Regions from separate parts of the Mus musculus genome. Here all the other regions are linked to region 1. The links are chromatin contacts, called in public ChIA-PET and promoter capture Hi-C maps. All regions are on one chromosome and are shown on one strand. Each heading gives the region's core, a stretch centred on a gene start, on an enhancer-like site or on the middle of the called end of the contact. The rest is flanking DNA. Distances are from core to core; before and after follow the strand shown.

Evidence for each region. Promoter capture Hi-C pulls out the DNA fragments that hold promoters and counts their contacts. ChIA-PET counts read pairs in DNA pulled down with a chosen protein or histone mark.
Region 2: a promoter capture Hi-C map of pre-B cells shows a contact between it and region 1, with 3 times the contacts expected there. The contact joins the promoter of Zfpm1 here to the enhancer-like site in region 1. A contact is called at or near these places in 8 of 39 promoter capture datasets (embryonic stem cells, fetal liver, liver and 3 more), 3 of 484 Hi-C or Micro-C datasets (B cells and the G1E-ER4 cell line) and 1 of 115 datasets of contacts at active chromatin or transcription factors (memory CD8 T cells).
Region 3: a contact with region 1 is called in an RNA polymerase II ChIA-PET map of memory CD8 T cells, with 94 read pairs. The contact joins the promoter of 2810013P06Rik here to the enhancer-like site in region 1. A contact is called at or near these places in 14 of 39 promoter capture datasets (the HPC-7 cell line, cranial neural crest, embryonic stem cells and 8 more), 1 of 484 Hi-C or Micro-C datasets (B cells), 2 of 115 datasets of contacts at active chromatin or transcription factors (epiblast stem cells and memory CD8 T cells) and 1 of 9 other capture datasets (liver).
Region 4: a promoter capture Hi-C map of pre-B cells shows a contact between it and region 1, with 2.4 times the contacts expected there. The contact joins the promoter of Spg7 here to the enhancer-like site in region 1. A contact is called at or near these places in 9 of 39 promoter capture datasets (cranial neural crest, embryonic stem cells, frontonasal cranial neural crest and 5 more), 1 of 484 Hi-C or Micro-C datasets (B cells), 2 of 115 datasets of contacts at active chromatin or transcription factors (embryonic stem cells and pancreatic cancer cells) and 3 of 9 other capture datasets (adipose tissue, liver and pancreatic islet).
Region 5: a contact with region 1 is called in a promoter capture Hi-C map of pre-B cells, with 4 times the contacts expected there. The contact joins the promoter of Chmp1a here to the enhancer-like site in region 1. A contact is called at or near these places in 21 of 39 promoter capture datasets (the 3T3-L1 cell line, the C10 cell line, the HPC-7 cell line and 12 more), 2 of 484 Hi-C or Micro-C datasets (B cells and bone marrow-derived macrophages), 7 of 115 datasets of contacts at active chromatin or transcription factors (T-cell acute lymphoblastic leukemia, bone marrow-derived dendritic cells, differentiating embryonic stem cells and 4 more) and 2 of 9 other capture datasets (adipose tissue and liver).

What each region holds. Positions count from the first base shown.
Region 1 is chr8:122,701,169-122,703,942 of GRCm38.p6, forward strand. No RefSeq gene overlaps it. Among named protein-coding and RNA genes, the nearest start is that of Gm10612, 4.7 kb to the left of the region's middle. Within about 2 kb of position 1,318, at least 78 of the 459 cell types and tissues checked have an H3K27ac peak or open chromatin away from gene starts, as enhancers often do. A contact at or near this core is called in B cells, T-cell acute lymphoblastic leukemia, adipose tissue and 5 more, where this site is marked.
Region 2 is chr8:122,280,743-122,283,451 of GRCm38.p6, forward strand. Zfpm1 (zinc finger protein, multitype 1) reads left to right here and starts at 1,399. Exons shown (of 10, transcript NM_009569.4): 1 at 1,399-1,780. The coding sequence starts at 1,741. The region is part of intron 1 of Gm39269 (a long non-coding RNA gene); the gene reads right to left. RefSeq lists an enhancer at 2,013-2,256.
Region 3 is chr8:123,041,248-123,043,947 of GRCm38.p6, forward strand. It overlaps 2810013P06Rik (RIKEN cDNA 2810013P06 gene), which reads left to right and starts at 1,328. Exons shown (of 1, transcript NR_045268.1): 1 at 1,328-2,700. Ankrd11 (ankyrin repeat domain 11) reads right to left here and starts at 1,037. Exons shown (of 13, transcript NM_001081379.2): 1 at 702-1,037.
Region 4 is chr8:123,064,122-123,066,821 of GRCm38.p6, forward strand. It overlaps Spg7 (SPG7, paraplegin matrix AAA peptidase subunit), which reads left to right and starts at 1,387. Exons shown (of 17, transcript NM_153176.5): 1 at 1,387-1,588; 2 at 2,352-2,454. The coding sequence starts at 1,406.
Region 5 is chr8:123,211,482-123,214,181 of GRCm38.p6, forward strand. Chmp1a (charged multivesicular body protein 1A) reads right to left here and starts at 1,307. Exons shown (of 7, transcript NM_145606.3): 1 at 1,185-1,307. The coding sequence starts at 1,191. Spata33 (spermatogenesis associated 33) reads left to right here and starts at 1,377. Exons shown (of 3, transcript NM_177279.4): 1 at 1,377-1,516; 2 at 1,607-1,756. The coding sequence starts at 1,480.

The DNA of each region.
Region 1 (2,774 bases), core at 68-2,567:
CTAATGATGTGGCTGAGTGATTCCAGGTTGGGGCAGCCTTCCTTCCAGGCCTTTAGGAATCTGCTGTCTAACCAGAAAGCTGAGAATAGGAATTCAGAGGCTATGGAGACTGGAGGCAAGGAGGCACTCAGCTTACACTGTCTCCTCTTCTAGGTTGTGAGACTCTATGAGTGCTGGGTAGGTAGATGAACAGATGCATCATGGATGGATGGGTGGACAGACAGACAGATGAAAAGAAGAGGCTACACAAGTCTCATAGCAATCCACTTTATACAGAAAGGATAGGGTCTGCAGGTTGATGTCTCTAGTCTCTAAACCCATCAAGGAGGGCCGTAAGTCCCAGCCGCTCCAGATTGGGGGGAGGGGGGAGAACAGTGACCTGTGCAGCTCCTTGTGAGCTGAGCGGCAGGCCACCAACTTCTGCTTCTTGGTCCCAAGTGAGGTTTGTCTAGTTAGGGTGGGTAGCAGGAGCCATACACTGGGTGACAGGTGAGCCTGTCCAGTGCTGGCCACCAACCCTGCCCAGTACAGGGTGGGGCTGAGCAAACTCAGAACCAGAGAGCAGGTGACACAGCGCATGGCTGGGTGACACGTGGAAATCCGGGACGGGGACTGTGATCATCAGATGTACATCTGGAGAGGACAAGCCTGCTTTTGGGTCCCTAGGCTGGAATTAACCCCTTGTGAGGGTTGGAATTGGGACCCAATGTTTTAGGGGCTTGCTTACATCTCTGGAAAACTCTACGGCTGCCCCTTAAGGTGCTTCTGAGAACAGAAATAAATTCAGCAAACCACACAGGAAGCGCATCTGCTGAACACCTGGATGTGCGAGGCCTGCCTGTGACCTCGGAGAACCCACTCAGCCTCTAGTGAGGCACAAGTGTCAGCGTTGCCACCACCAGCACATCACTGCCACCAGTGCATCACCTGGAGGCTCAGCAAGGTCACCCAGCAGCTGAAAAAGGGCTGGCATTTTTTCAGCCAGGCTTAACCCAGATTGGTGAATCTGTAGGCATCTATGACCCAAACTGTCAGGCACAAAGTCCTATCTACCTTGGCCACTGTTACATCAAGCCCGGGTCCCTCAGCCGCAGGAAACCAAGGTGTCCCAAGGGAGAGTCCAGCCTGTATATGACCCAGCACACAATGCAATGACCCACAGAAGCAGGCATCCTGAGAGCCTGGGTGCTGCCTGCTTATTGGTGGGGAAGCCCCTTCTGAAGCCACTTTCTCTTTAAGGGGCCAGTGTGGAGGGCAGCCCCTGGTTTCTTTATGACTGTGAGGTTGGGGCTGGAGGCTCACCCTTCTTGGGGAGTTGCTCTCCTCAGCAATCTCTTTTAATTTCACTTCCTTTGGGTCTGGGAAGCCAGAAGTGCAGCTGGCCCGGGGCAGCAGGTGCCTGAACCACAGAGGCAGAAACAGGCAGAGATGAGAAAATCTCCCTTAGGCGTGAGCACTGTTTCCTTCGTAATTTCTCACTCCATCTATCTTTCTTTGGTGTTGAAGGGCGCTTTAAAGGGAGCTCTAAATAGGCCTGGACAGTGTACTGGTAGCATTCTGAATACTCTGTTGCAGCAGGCAGCCACAGAACCTGGTGCCTGCTGGTCAGCTTCCCTTGGGGCCTCCAACCCCGCCTTCACAGTCACACCAAGGGTGCCGCCCTTCCTCCAGTCGGTGGGCTGTTTGCAGGTGTGTCGTGGTCATGGAGATCCTGGTAGGCCTGGCTGAGAGAGTGACGGGTGTTTTAGGCACCTGGAAGGATTTGGGAGACGCTTGGAGTCAAAGCTTTTGGATCTGATGAGTCACTGGTGTGGCTAGCCAGGTTTCCTCCTGAAACTGGACCCTCTGTGTAAACTAGTGCTGCCATTGAAGTAACCTCAGAACAGAATGGAAGGGAACTTAACTTGTATCTGCGAGGAAAACAAATTTGCATTGCTTTTTAAAAATGAAGTTTCTAGTAACATTTTTCTGTGCACGTGCAGATCACGGTCCAGTTTAGAGGCTGTGGGGCTCGACCACGGGCTTTCACTAAACTTTTTTTTTTTTTTTTTAATTTAAGACAAGGGCTCAAGTAGCCCAGGCTGACCTCCAACTAACTATGTAACTATGACTGGTCTTGAACCCCTGATTTTTTTTGCCTCTATTTCCTGAATGTTGGAAGTACAGGCACGCACTACCATGTCTGGCTATTATCTGTAATCTTAAACATCAGGTAGGACTGGTGAAATTGGTCAGTGGGTAAAGGCACTTGCCACCAAGCTTGAAAACCTGAGAGAAAGTGGAAGGGGAGAACCAACTCTCTGTACTTTTCTATTCTCTGACCTACACACACACACACACACACACACACACACACACACATACACACATACCCACATATATACACAGAGACACACGCACATACACACATATACAGAGACACATGCATGGACAAATGCATAGACATACACATACACACACATATATATACACACACACTCTCATATATACACACATAGAAACACACACATACACACATACACACTTATACACAAAGACACATGCACAGACAAATGCACTGACATAAACACACACATACACATATTCACACACTCAAACACTCACACACAGACACACATACTTACACACAAACACACACATAGACACACACACTTACACACTCACATATAGACACACACTTACTCACTCTCTCTCTCTCTCTCACACACACACACAGAAAGAGAGAGAGTAAAATATAATAGAAAATTTTAAATCACACGCCCCCCACCCCCTTG
Region 2 (2,709 bases), core at 149-2,648, 420 kb before region 1:
AACACCTCCTTGGCAGATGTTCACTGTGGCATCGGCTGCGGTTAAACAAGGCCAGCTGACCTCTGGCTCCTCCCGGATTTCCGGGCAGGTCTGAGTTCAAGAAGGAAAAACCTGAGGTTCCCTCCCCTCCCCTCCAATTAGGCATAAGACTGAACCACTTGAGGCTACCCACAGTCATCGGAAGCTGCAAATCTCATACTGAAGCTTCCTTCTGGATCAGAGTCTCTGTCAACTTTCAAAGTCCAGCAAAAATTTAGTGTCCAGGCCTCGGGCATCCAGACCCCACTGCTGGCTCCCTGAAAGGCACAGCTTCAAGGGGCAGCACAACTTAAGCCATGGGGGCGGAGCTCCAGAGCGGAGGGGCAGGGCCAGACAAGCTAGGGGCCTGTGCCGCGGGGCTGCTGCACAGGTCTCCAAGGGGCAGAACAGGTCTCCAAGTCCTAAATAGGCCTGCGGACATAACCTCAGGAAACTACAACTAACTAAGAAGGCTAGAGGTCTATCTAGAAACGAGGGTGGGAATTCGGGACAAGGCCGGCGCGACCTGGGGCCAGCCCAGGGGCCAGCCCGGAGGAGGTGAGGACAAAGCTGAGGATTGGACAGACGTGGGCAAGGCCTGTGTTGGGGGCGGGGAAGGACCAGGCCTGTGCGAAGGACTACGGAGCAGAGGCGGGGCCAGGGAGAAGGCGGGCCTACGGAGGCGTGGCGAAGGCAAAGAAGGAGGAGACGTGGGCGGAGCCAGCACCTGGAAGGGCGGGTTGTGGGCGTGGCCAGCAGGGTGGCAAGGAATACAGGGGCGGAGCCCGTGGGAAGGACTAGTAAAGGGGCGGGATCAGTTTGAGGACAGCTGAGGCTGTGCTCTTGTGAGGAGGACGAGCAAAGGGAGTCAACAAGAGAGTGTAGCTGAGGAGCAGGGTCACTGTGAGGGCGGGGCAGGGGCAGGGACAACGTGGGGAGGACAACTGATAGGCGGGATCAGGGTAATAAGGTTGCTGAGGGACAGGGTCGACGAAAGGAGGACGGCTGAGGAGCGGGGGTCAATGTGAGGAGGACGGCTGAGGGGCGGGGTCAACGCGAGGAGGGACGGCCGAAGGGCGGGACCAATGTGGGAAGAATCGGCTGAAGGGCGGGGTCAGCGCGAGGAGCACAGATGAGGGGTGGAGCCAGCGCGAGGACAGAAGGCCCGGCCCAGGCTGGGTGAGTACGCGGAAGTCGGTGCAAGCAGAGAAAAGACGAGCGCTAGTTTGGGGCGGGGCCAGTGGGAAGGACGGCCTGAGGGCGGGGTCAGCACGGGTGGGAAGGCGCTACCGCGGAGGACGGTCCGGGGCGTGGCGAGAGGCGGGGCCCGCCGCCAGCTACGCGAAGGCCCCGCCCGCCTGGCCAGCCTGCGGGGAGCGCCCTGGCGGCGGCCGCCGGTTCGCCGCTCGCGGCTCGCAGGTTCCATTGAGAAAAGCTGAGCGGCGGCGGCGGCGGCGTCTGCGCCGGAGCAGAGAAGCCGCCACCAGCCCGCCGCCCGCCGGGCAGTCCGCGCGCCCGAGCGCAGGGCCGTGGCCTCGGGCCTCCGCGGCGGCGCCGGCGGCCCACGCGCGGCGCGGCGGGCTGGGGGCGCGGGCCGAGGCAGCCGTGGAGCCCGCGGGCCGGGGGCATGAGCCGCCCCGCTACCCCGCCGCGCCCCTGCCGCCCGCCGCCGCCCGCCAGGGGCTAGAGGCGGCCGCCGCGAGGGCGCGCGGCGCCGGAGACATGTCCAGGAGGAAACAGAGCAATCCCCGGCAGATCAAGCGTGAGTCAAACTTTGCCCGTGGTGCCCGCCAGACCCCCGCTGGCGCCCCGCCGCCCCGCGCCGCCCCTGCGCGGCCGCCCAACCCCGCTGCGCCCGCGACCTTCACCCCGCGCCGCGCCCCCCGCGCCGAGTGCCAAGCGCGCCGTAATCTAATCTCTGCCGGCGGGCAGGGCCCCCGCGTCTCAGCATGGGCACCCAGGGGGTCCGGGCCCCAGAGAGGGTGGCGGGTCCCGAGAGCCGGAAGGAGAGTGTCTGGGGGCGCGGCTCCAGCAGAGCCGGGCCACCTCGCAGCCTGCACCTCCCCCGCATCCGAGATGGTGCGGCGATAGGGCGGCCCCGATCTGGGCTCAGATAAAGTTTAAAATATTCCATTCTGCAAGTCCCATCCTGATAAGATCGCTCTGTCGGGACGGGCTGAAATTGTGATCTTATCTGGCGTGCTTGACTCTCCCAGGCTTTGTATCTAGAGGCAGAAGGAGAAAGACCTGGGAGTAAGGGGGACTTGGGACTGCGGGGACCGGCCGGCGCCCACCGCAGCGCTTTGGCTGCAGAGCGACAAGGCAGCGGAATAGGTAGTGGAGGCTGCTCCAACCTAGGCATTTGGCACTGGCTGACCAAACCCCCTTTATCCGCTCCGGCTCTGGAGTTTTCGATCCGACCTCTGCCTGCTGGGGGACATGTGGAGATCCGACCCACCAACTGCCCCTAACAACGCTACACGAATGGATGCCCATGGGCACCGCTCTCTCCACCTCCATCCGAGGGGTTATCCTGAACCATCCAGGGACCTCAGGCACTCAAACGTTGTTCCCGAGTGAAGTTTCTCGCAGGTTCTCCCGTGGGCACTTTCCCGAGCAAGGCAGACCCTATAATCCTACATCATCCGTGCCCCCCTACAGTAAGACCCTCCTGGGCTCTTGGGGCTACCA
Region 3 (2,700 bases), core at 78-2,577, 340 kb after region 1:
TCTCACATTGTTCCTTGAGGCCAAAGGCTGCTCCTGCAGCCGTCGCCTACACCGCTTTCCTCCCACTCTCCCCCCCGAGTCCCGCCTTCCCCTCCCCCAGACGCCCCCCGCCGCCCCGCATTCCTGCCCCCACTCGGGCCTGCGCGCCTCCGCACCCCGCAGCTCCAGGTCCCCGGCTCGCCCGCCCCCTCCGGCTCGGCTCGCAGCCCGAGGGCCGCCTGCTCCCATTTCAAAACACGATAATAATAGGGACGCTGGGAATAACAACTACCACCAGCCCGGCGACGGAGCCCCTCCCGAGGGTCAGAGGTCGGCGCCCCGCGCCACTGAGGACCCCAGGGACTCCCGGGAGCCCGCCGTCGTCCTCACAGCGTCCCGGGACCCACTAACGCACCATCGACCCTCGCTCAAGGCCCGCCCTCGGTCCTCACGGCCGCCACAGCCCACCCCGGAGCCCTTCCTTAGCCTCTCTCGGCCGCCCGACCCCCGGGACGCCCCGAGGCCGGCCTCGGAGCCCGCCCTCGGCCCCTCATGGTCGCTCGCAGGACCCCCGCGGCCCACCGACCGGCCTCTCGCGGCGCACGGCCCGCCCCGGGGCACCCGCGGCGGCGGGCAGCGGAGGAGGCCTGCAGGCCGCAAGGCCGCAGGAACGCCCGACGCCCTCCCCGACCACCACCCCCCAGGTCCCCGGCGCCTCTCACCCGGCTCCGAGGGCGACGCGGCTCCGCGGCGGAACGGCGGCGGGGCGCGGGCGCTGCCCATGCAGCCCGCGGCCGCGTTTCCCGGGCCGCGCGGCCCGGGCGGGAAGGCGGCGTCGGCGCGCGGGCTGGAGGCTGCGGCGAGTGCGGGGCCGGCGGGATGCAAGCCCGCCCTCGGCGTGCAGGAGCTCACGCGGGGCCGCGGCGCTCGCGCGGACGCTACTGCGGGGGCGTCTGGCCGCGGACTCCGCCGCGGCGCCTCCCCGGCTGGGGCCCTCGGTCCATCGCGCTCTGTCGCGGGCGGCCTCTGGCTCCAGGACCCAGCGGTGGCTGCGGCGGGCGCCGGCCGCATGAGAGCCTCCCGCCCATTGGCTCGCCGTATCCGCCACCGCCATTGGCCCGCCCCGCAGAGCGGCAGGGGCCGCTTACGTCACGTCGGAGAGGAAATGCGATGCCGGGGTGAAAGGGCTCAGACGGCCCGACGGCTTCCGTAACAGGCACGGGGCGGCGCTAGGGAGACGTCCGGGAATGATTGGCATCCGTGCGTAGGAGACCCAGGCGGAGAAAGCCGCTGGATTGGCTGACCTCCCTGCCACGGGACACGACGATTGGCCCTACTCGGTGCCGGAAGTGATGAGGCCGCGGTCTGGAAACAAGGTTGTTGTCGAAGGAGCCAGAAGGTGGGAGCCGGCTTGTACCGGCTGGCCTTGCGCTGCGGACGCGAGGTCGTGTGTCGCCTGTGAGCCTGTGTGAGCTTCGAGAATGTGTGTCTCTAGCCGGCAGGAGGCTCTTGCAGGAGCAAAGGCAGCCGGGATGATGGCCGCGAAGGAGAAAGGCGGCCTCGGCCCCCACCCGCGATCCGGCTCTTTCCTGGAGGTGTTCCTGGACTGCGCTTCGCTCCGAGTCCCGTGAGCCACGTTAGCAACCGGGATGTGGTGAGCTCCAGACTCTGCCCGGAGGTTTCCTTAGACACCGCGCGCGCTTCAGCCGCCTCCCTTCCCCGGCTCCAGAACTTCACCGCGATGGTTCATGAAACAACAACAACAACAAAAAAAAAGGTTGACGAACCTCAGAGCTAGGCAGCAAAGTCGCATCGTCATGTGCCTGATTGTTTGAATTTACAGAACGCGGAAAAAGTTTAATGATGGTTTGCGTTAGTAGTGATTTGGTTTGCAAACGAGCTAAAAATTCGAATCCCAGCGCTGTAGTGACCGAGACAGGCGTATCCGGAGCTCAGAGTACATTGTTGTGAACATTTCGAGTTCAAGATTTGAGTTCCATGAAACCTTTGTCTCAGAAAAATGCATAAAGTAATTGTGACGAGTCTGATATGTTGGTATAGGCTTTTTATCCCGGTACTTAGGCAGAGGCAGGCTGGATCTCTGAGTTCCGGGCCAGCTAGGGCTACACAGTGAAAGCCAATTTCATAATATAATAAAATATAAAATAACAAGTAACCAGGGCTGGAGAGATGGCTCGGCGGCTAAGAGCACGTGCTGCCCTTCTCGGCACCCACCTCAGACAGCTTCACAGCCACCTTCAGAGGACTTGACATCTTCTGACTTTTCAGGAACTCACACCCGAGTAGAGTACTCACACATATAGACTACATATAAATCTTTTAAAGTAAATGGGACCTGGGGAGATGACCTGTCGGTCAAAAGCACTCACTGGCTGCTCTTCCAGAGGATCTGGGTTCGATTCCCGGCATCTGTAACTCCTGTTCTAGAAGATCTAACATTGTCTAGGGGCTCCCCAAACATGCACTAGTACACATACATATACACAGAAAAAAAATACGCTTCTGCACAGAAAAAAATCTACAAAAAAAAAGTTTTAAGTAGTCAAACTTCCAGCCTTGTCCTATTTAAAGAGCATCTGTGTATTTGTGAACCAGAAAAGCTAAGTGACTAAAATCAATATTTATACTTCTTTGTTTTGTTTTGTTTTTGACTTTTGGGGTTTTGTTTGTTTGTTTGAGACAAGTTTTCTCTGTGGAGCC
Region 4 (2,700 bases), core at 137-2,636, 360 kb after region 1:
TATTTAGTGTTAAGGGACTTGGAGAGTACAGAAAGACATGGAGTGGAAGGAAAGGCACCGAGACTGCTTTGGGGGCTTTCTGCAGTTAGACTACCAGGCACCAGCCTGGCATGGACTAGCAGGACTCAGAGCTTCAGTGGCCCTGCCCAGGCCTGGGATTGCAGCTGTCCATGGGTGGGACAGCAAGCTCTCCCTTCTGTCTCTGCACAAATGAACTGTCAAAGCCAAATGGTATGAAGCTCGGGATGACGGGTGCTCCTCAGGGGCAGTGAGTATAATTAAGGGGGCTCTTAATTTGGTCATAAACACAGTCCACAGGAACAAAGAATGCTAGTGGTTGCCTGATGCTAAGGGAGTTGGAGAAATGGGTAGTAGACCACTAATGGCTATAAGGGGGGGAGGGGTCTGGAAAGATGGCTCAGTGGTTAAGAGCACTGTCTGCTCTTCCAGAGGACACGGGTCCAATCACCACTTTAAATGTTTTATTTAATGTGCACTGGTGTTTTGCTTGCATGTATGTCTGTGGGAGGTTGTCGAATCCCCTGGAACTGGAGTTACAGATGGTCATGAGCTGCCATGTGGGTGCTGGGAATTGAACCTGGATCCTCTGGAAGAGCAGCCAGTGCTCTTAACAGCTGAGCCATCTCTCCAGCCCCTCCAGTTCCGACTTTAGGAGCCCCCCTCCCTCCCTCTCTAAGATTGAGGGCACCGTTTTCCTACTCTGTATGTAGCTGCTGCCCTGTGGTCTCACACACCACTGGCTCTAAGTTGATTCTGTAGCCAGCCAGGGGCATCCCCCGGATCTCTGATGTTCAGAAAAACTGGTTCATTCTTGTCAGGCCGGCACACAGGAGACGGAGCTTGAGTTTGAAGCCAGACTGTTGCACAGCGATACTGTATTTAAAAAAACAAATAACCAAAACCAAGAGGCAGGTGGATCTCCGAGTTCGAGGTCAGTCTGGTCTACAGCGAGAGGACAGCTAGCACCACACAGAGAAACAACAAAATAAATACGTACAGGAAGGACGGAAGTGGCCAACAGGAACCACCAAATCGCACCCCAAAGAAAGAGATAACGTGAAAAGCGAATCGTGTATCCACTTGCCAAGTACTGGAAACCGCAACTTGGACTGTTAATAAAACACAAGAGAGAAAAATACCGGGTAACCGTAGCCTGTCTCTACGTGAACCCGCAGGCTGCGGGCTGCTAGCTTTCGCGCTGCGCACCCTGCTGACTCTCGAGGTTTCGCAGCTAACCTTGCGGATACCAGACGGTTCGGACCGCGCAGGCGTCGCCAGGAGCGCGCGACCTTCAACCCCGCGCAAGCGCAAAGGGAGGCCGCCCTCAAAAACCTGACCGTTAGGGCGGCCGGAGCCGCACTGCGCAGGCGCCGCTTTCGGCACCATGGCGGCCGCCTTGCTGCTGCTTCGCGGGCTCCGCCCCGGCCCGGAGCCCCGGCCCCGACGGCTGTGGGGCCTGCTCTCAGGCAGGGGCCCAGGCCTCTCGTCCGGGGCTGGGGCCAGGCGGCCGTACGCGGCCCGCGGGACTCCGGTTGGCCCGGCTGCGGCTGGAGGCCACGCGCCTCAGGTAACCCGCTCGGAGCCCGGCGGCGGCGGGTGTGGCGGGTCGGTCCGCGCCGACCGGAAGTGCGCCTGCACCTCGCTCTTCCGCAGGAGGATGGCTGCTGTGGGCTCCCCGGGACGGGAGGCAGCATCTGCCTCGGGTGGTTCGTCTCTCCCTGGCGTGTGTGAGAGAGACGCCCTGTATCACTGTCCCTGGCGGCTTCAAACTGAGTCCTGGTCACCCGTGCCTTTCCGTCCTCTTCTTTCTGGTCTGGAGGCAGGCGTTCATGTGTACTCGGAGCAGCCCTTGGACTCCCGATCCTTTTGCCCACATAGGTGGTGCACACTTGCAATTTCAGTATTTGCTGGTAGGACGAGGCCAGGAAGATTGTGAATTGGAGACTCAAACTGGGCTGTGGGTGAAAGTTAATTGACTTTTGTTTCTTCGGTTTTTTTGTTTTGTTTTGTGGCTGAGTCCAGTGAAATTCATTGATGGAGTTGATTGACACTTTCCCTTGGCCCCTCCCCTTCTTGGGAGGCAGTTCTAGGATGGAAACCGAGGAGGGAGAGATTCTCAATACACAGTTGAAGATGACTTTGAACTTTTGATGCTCCTGCATCCCCTCCCAAGTGCTGGGATTACATGCATGCGCCACTGTACCCAGTTTTAAGGAGGTACTGGGGATCAAATCCATAGCTTTCTGCATGCTAGGCAAGGACTTTGATTAGGCCTGTGTTGTTGTGGTATATGGTCTTAGTGTTACCTCGGTCTTTTTCTCTTTTTACAGAGTTTGCTATTGCGAATACTGACCCCTAGCTTTGAAGGTATTAGCGGATTGTTACTGAAACAGCATATAGTTCCAAATGCAGTCAGACTGTGGCCGCTTTCAGGTGTGTATGCATTGCATGGTCCATTACTGAGGGACACAGGTTTTACTGTAGTCCTATAAGAGCATAGTGGAAGAGGACAAAACCAAACAAACCAGGTCTTACATGCCTGTAATCTCAGCACTAAAACAGGGGCTGCCAGTTGGAGGTCAGGCAGAACTAGCTAGTGAAACCCTGCTGGCCCCCTGCTCACCCCCACCCCCCACCCAAAAAAACAAAAGGTTTTATGTTGTCTGAGAGCACAGCACT
Region 5 (2,700 bases), core at 57-2,556, 510 kb after region 1:
GCAGAGTGAACTGTAATGTCAGACAAGGGTCCATCTTCTTCCCAAGGGACAGTCTAGGATTCTTTTTTGCTTGTTTGTTTTTGTTTTGTTTTTCGAGACAGGGTTTCTCTGTATAGCCCTGGCTATCCTGGAACTCACTTTGTAGACCAGGCTGGATTAAAGGCGTACGCTACCACGCCTGGCTCAGTCTAGGATTCTTACGTCTTCTACAACAATGACACAGTACTTTAGCTTTCTACATTTCAGAAAGCAGTTTAAAAACAAAACAAAACCTCCATTACAGCCCTAGGCGGTGGCACAGACCTTTAATCCCAGCAGTGGGGAGGCAGAAGTAGGCAGATCTCTGAGTTCAAGGGCAGCTTGGTGTATACAGTAAGTTCTAGGCCAGCCAAGGCTACATAGAGAAGCAGTCTCATACAAACAAAAACTCTATGATACTAGCCCATAAAACCTATTATGAGTTCCTTGGGAGTCTAGAGGTTGGAGCCACGGCAGGTCGAAGTGACTCGTGACTCATACTGCTACGGGTGGTTCCCTTCCAACCTGTTAACCTAAGGTTAACCGGGCCCTCCTACTAGGAGGGAACCCAAAATCCTACTGTTTGGCACTTGAACTCCTTTGTATCTTAATTACTATTTCTCTGGGTACTTTTCTGGTGCCTTCTGACCACACTCCGTTGTCCCCAAACAGAAACAAAACAAACAGGGAGAGTGGCTAGTGGAAGTGGCCTGGATCGGGGGTCGGGTGTAGGATCATTTGGACAAGATTCAGGGTTTGGATCCCGGGCGTGGGGTGCAGGCCTGGGGAGATCTGGTAAAGAAACAAGACCCAGGGGTAAGAGCTGGCTGGGGGTCTGGAATCAAGAATCGGGAGCTGGCTTCTGCTGGGTTGTGCGATCGAGGCCCAGGAGAGGGTTTCAGCTAGGATGTCAGGGTTCAGGCACCGGGTCGGGTCCTGGTGGCTACACGGGCTGCAGGCCCCAGGGCAGGTCCTAGTCGGAGGTCTCGAGCCCAGTGAGCTGGGGGCGGGTCCCGGTCCGAATACAGGGTATAGACTATGGGTCCCAGGCCCGGGGGGATAGAGTCTGGGGCTGAAGCCCGGGGCGGGTCCGGCTGGGTTATGGGGCTGAGGCGAGACGTCCGCAGACTCCCGCTCCGACCCCGAAGTGGATGACAGCCCCTTACCGTCCATGGCCGGTCGGGCTAGCACAGCCCTCGGGGCGGCGCAGGGGACGCGATGTTACGGACCCGCTGTCTCCGCGAGGGCTTCCGGGGTCGCCACCGCTTCCGGTCGCGCGGCCGGCTGTCGCGAGAAGATAGCTCCGGGGCGGGGCTTGGGCGGGGCCTGGGCGGGGCTCAGGCACGGCTCGCGCGGCACGCGGTTGCCATGGTAATGAGCTCCCGGAGCCTAGTGTGGGTTTTGTGAGTCGGTCGGGTTAACCGGCCCCGAGGCCGCCCGGCTGGAGCGGCGGGGTCACCTATGGGCCAGTCGAAAAGCAAACCCAGAGAGAAGAAAGGTAAAGGGCGCCGCCTGGCGGCGAGGCCCGCCCTCCGTGCGGGCGTCCGCGGGCTGTAGGTCTAACGGCTTGTCCGTCCGTGTGTTTCAGAGGAGGAGAAGAGCACTACCACTTTAGTTACAAAGTCTAAGGAGAAAGTAATGGAGAAGGAGGCCAAGCAGTCTGACAAGGAGTCGCAGCCTGCCGAAAGCCTGTTGTTCGCGACATCCAAGCACTCAAGGCCGTCGTCTTCGTCTGAAGGTAGGGAGATCCAGAGGAGACCGGCCGCGGCAAGGCAGCAGGGATGGGACCTCTTTCTAAGGATGATGACCCGGGAGGTAAATATTACAGGGTTCTCGGTGCAGGGAAGGTGAGCGAGAGCACTGCCCTTGGCTCTAGGCTAGGCTATAACAGGGATTTCAAGGGCATCTTGTATATCTGGAGACCCTGTTTCAGAAGGAAAAAAGAAATTGAGACGAAACTTGAGCGATCCATAAAGTGTTCCCCAAAGAGGGTTAGTAGGGTGCTCTCTGGTCCCACAGTGATCCCTTCAACATGTTACAGCTTGGAGCAGAATTCTCCTCGGGTGATTGGCCAGGCTGCTGTGTGACTGACTCCTGAGCGGAGAGGGCTTGGTGTCCCTCAGCCTGGCCACAAAGATGGGAGGGCGTCTCAAGGTAGAAAGGACCGTGAGTGGGACAAAAGTGTTTCTTTTCACACCCAGCATTTGGCAGACACCAGAAACTGCTGCGAATTCCACTTTTCCCCGAGGCAGACGTTTGGCCTGTTTCTACCTTTTATAGTAGCTTGGTATGGCCACACAGAAGGAAACGTACAGAGCCTTCCGACACTGTGACACCCCCCCCCCCCCCATTGTCAGAAATAGAACTGTTGCAGGTTTAAAACAAGGAAGGCATTAGGAATTGGATGCTTTGTCTTTCTGGTTCCAGAATGGAGGCCTGTATGAAAAACAGAGCCCTAGGAGGACCTACCCCAGGCTCACTGCCGGAATCTGGTGGAAGCCAGAGGCGCAGTAGCCGAGGACAGTTGAGAAGGATTGGAGGTAGAAAGCACAGACCCTCCTCTCATTTGAGAAAGAGGTTGAGGCACCCATGGGTCTTGGGGAGGCAGTTTGAAATCCAGGTGCTGGGACTGGATTTCTGAGGTCTGACCTTGAAGCTTAGGGGCCCCTCATCTGAGGCTAG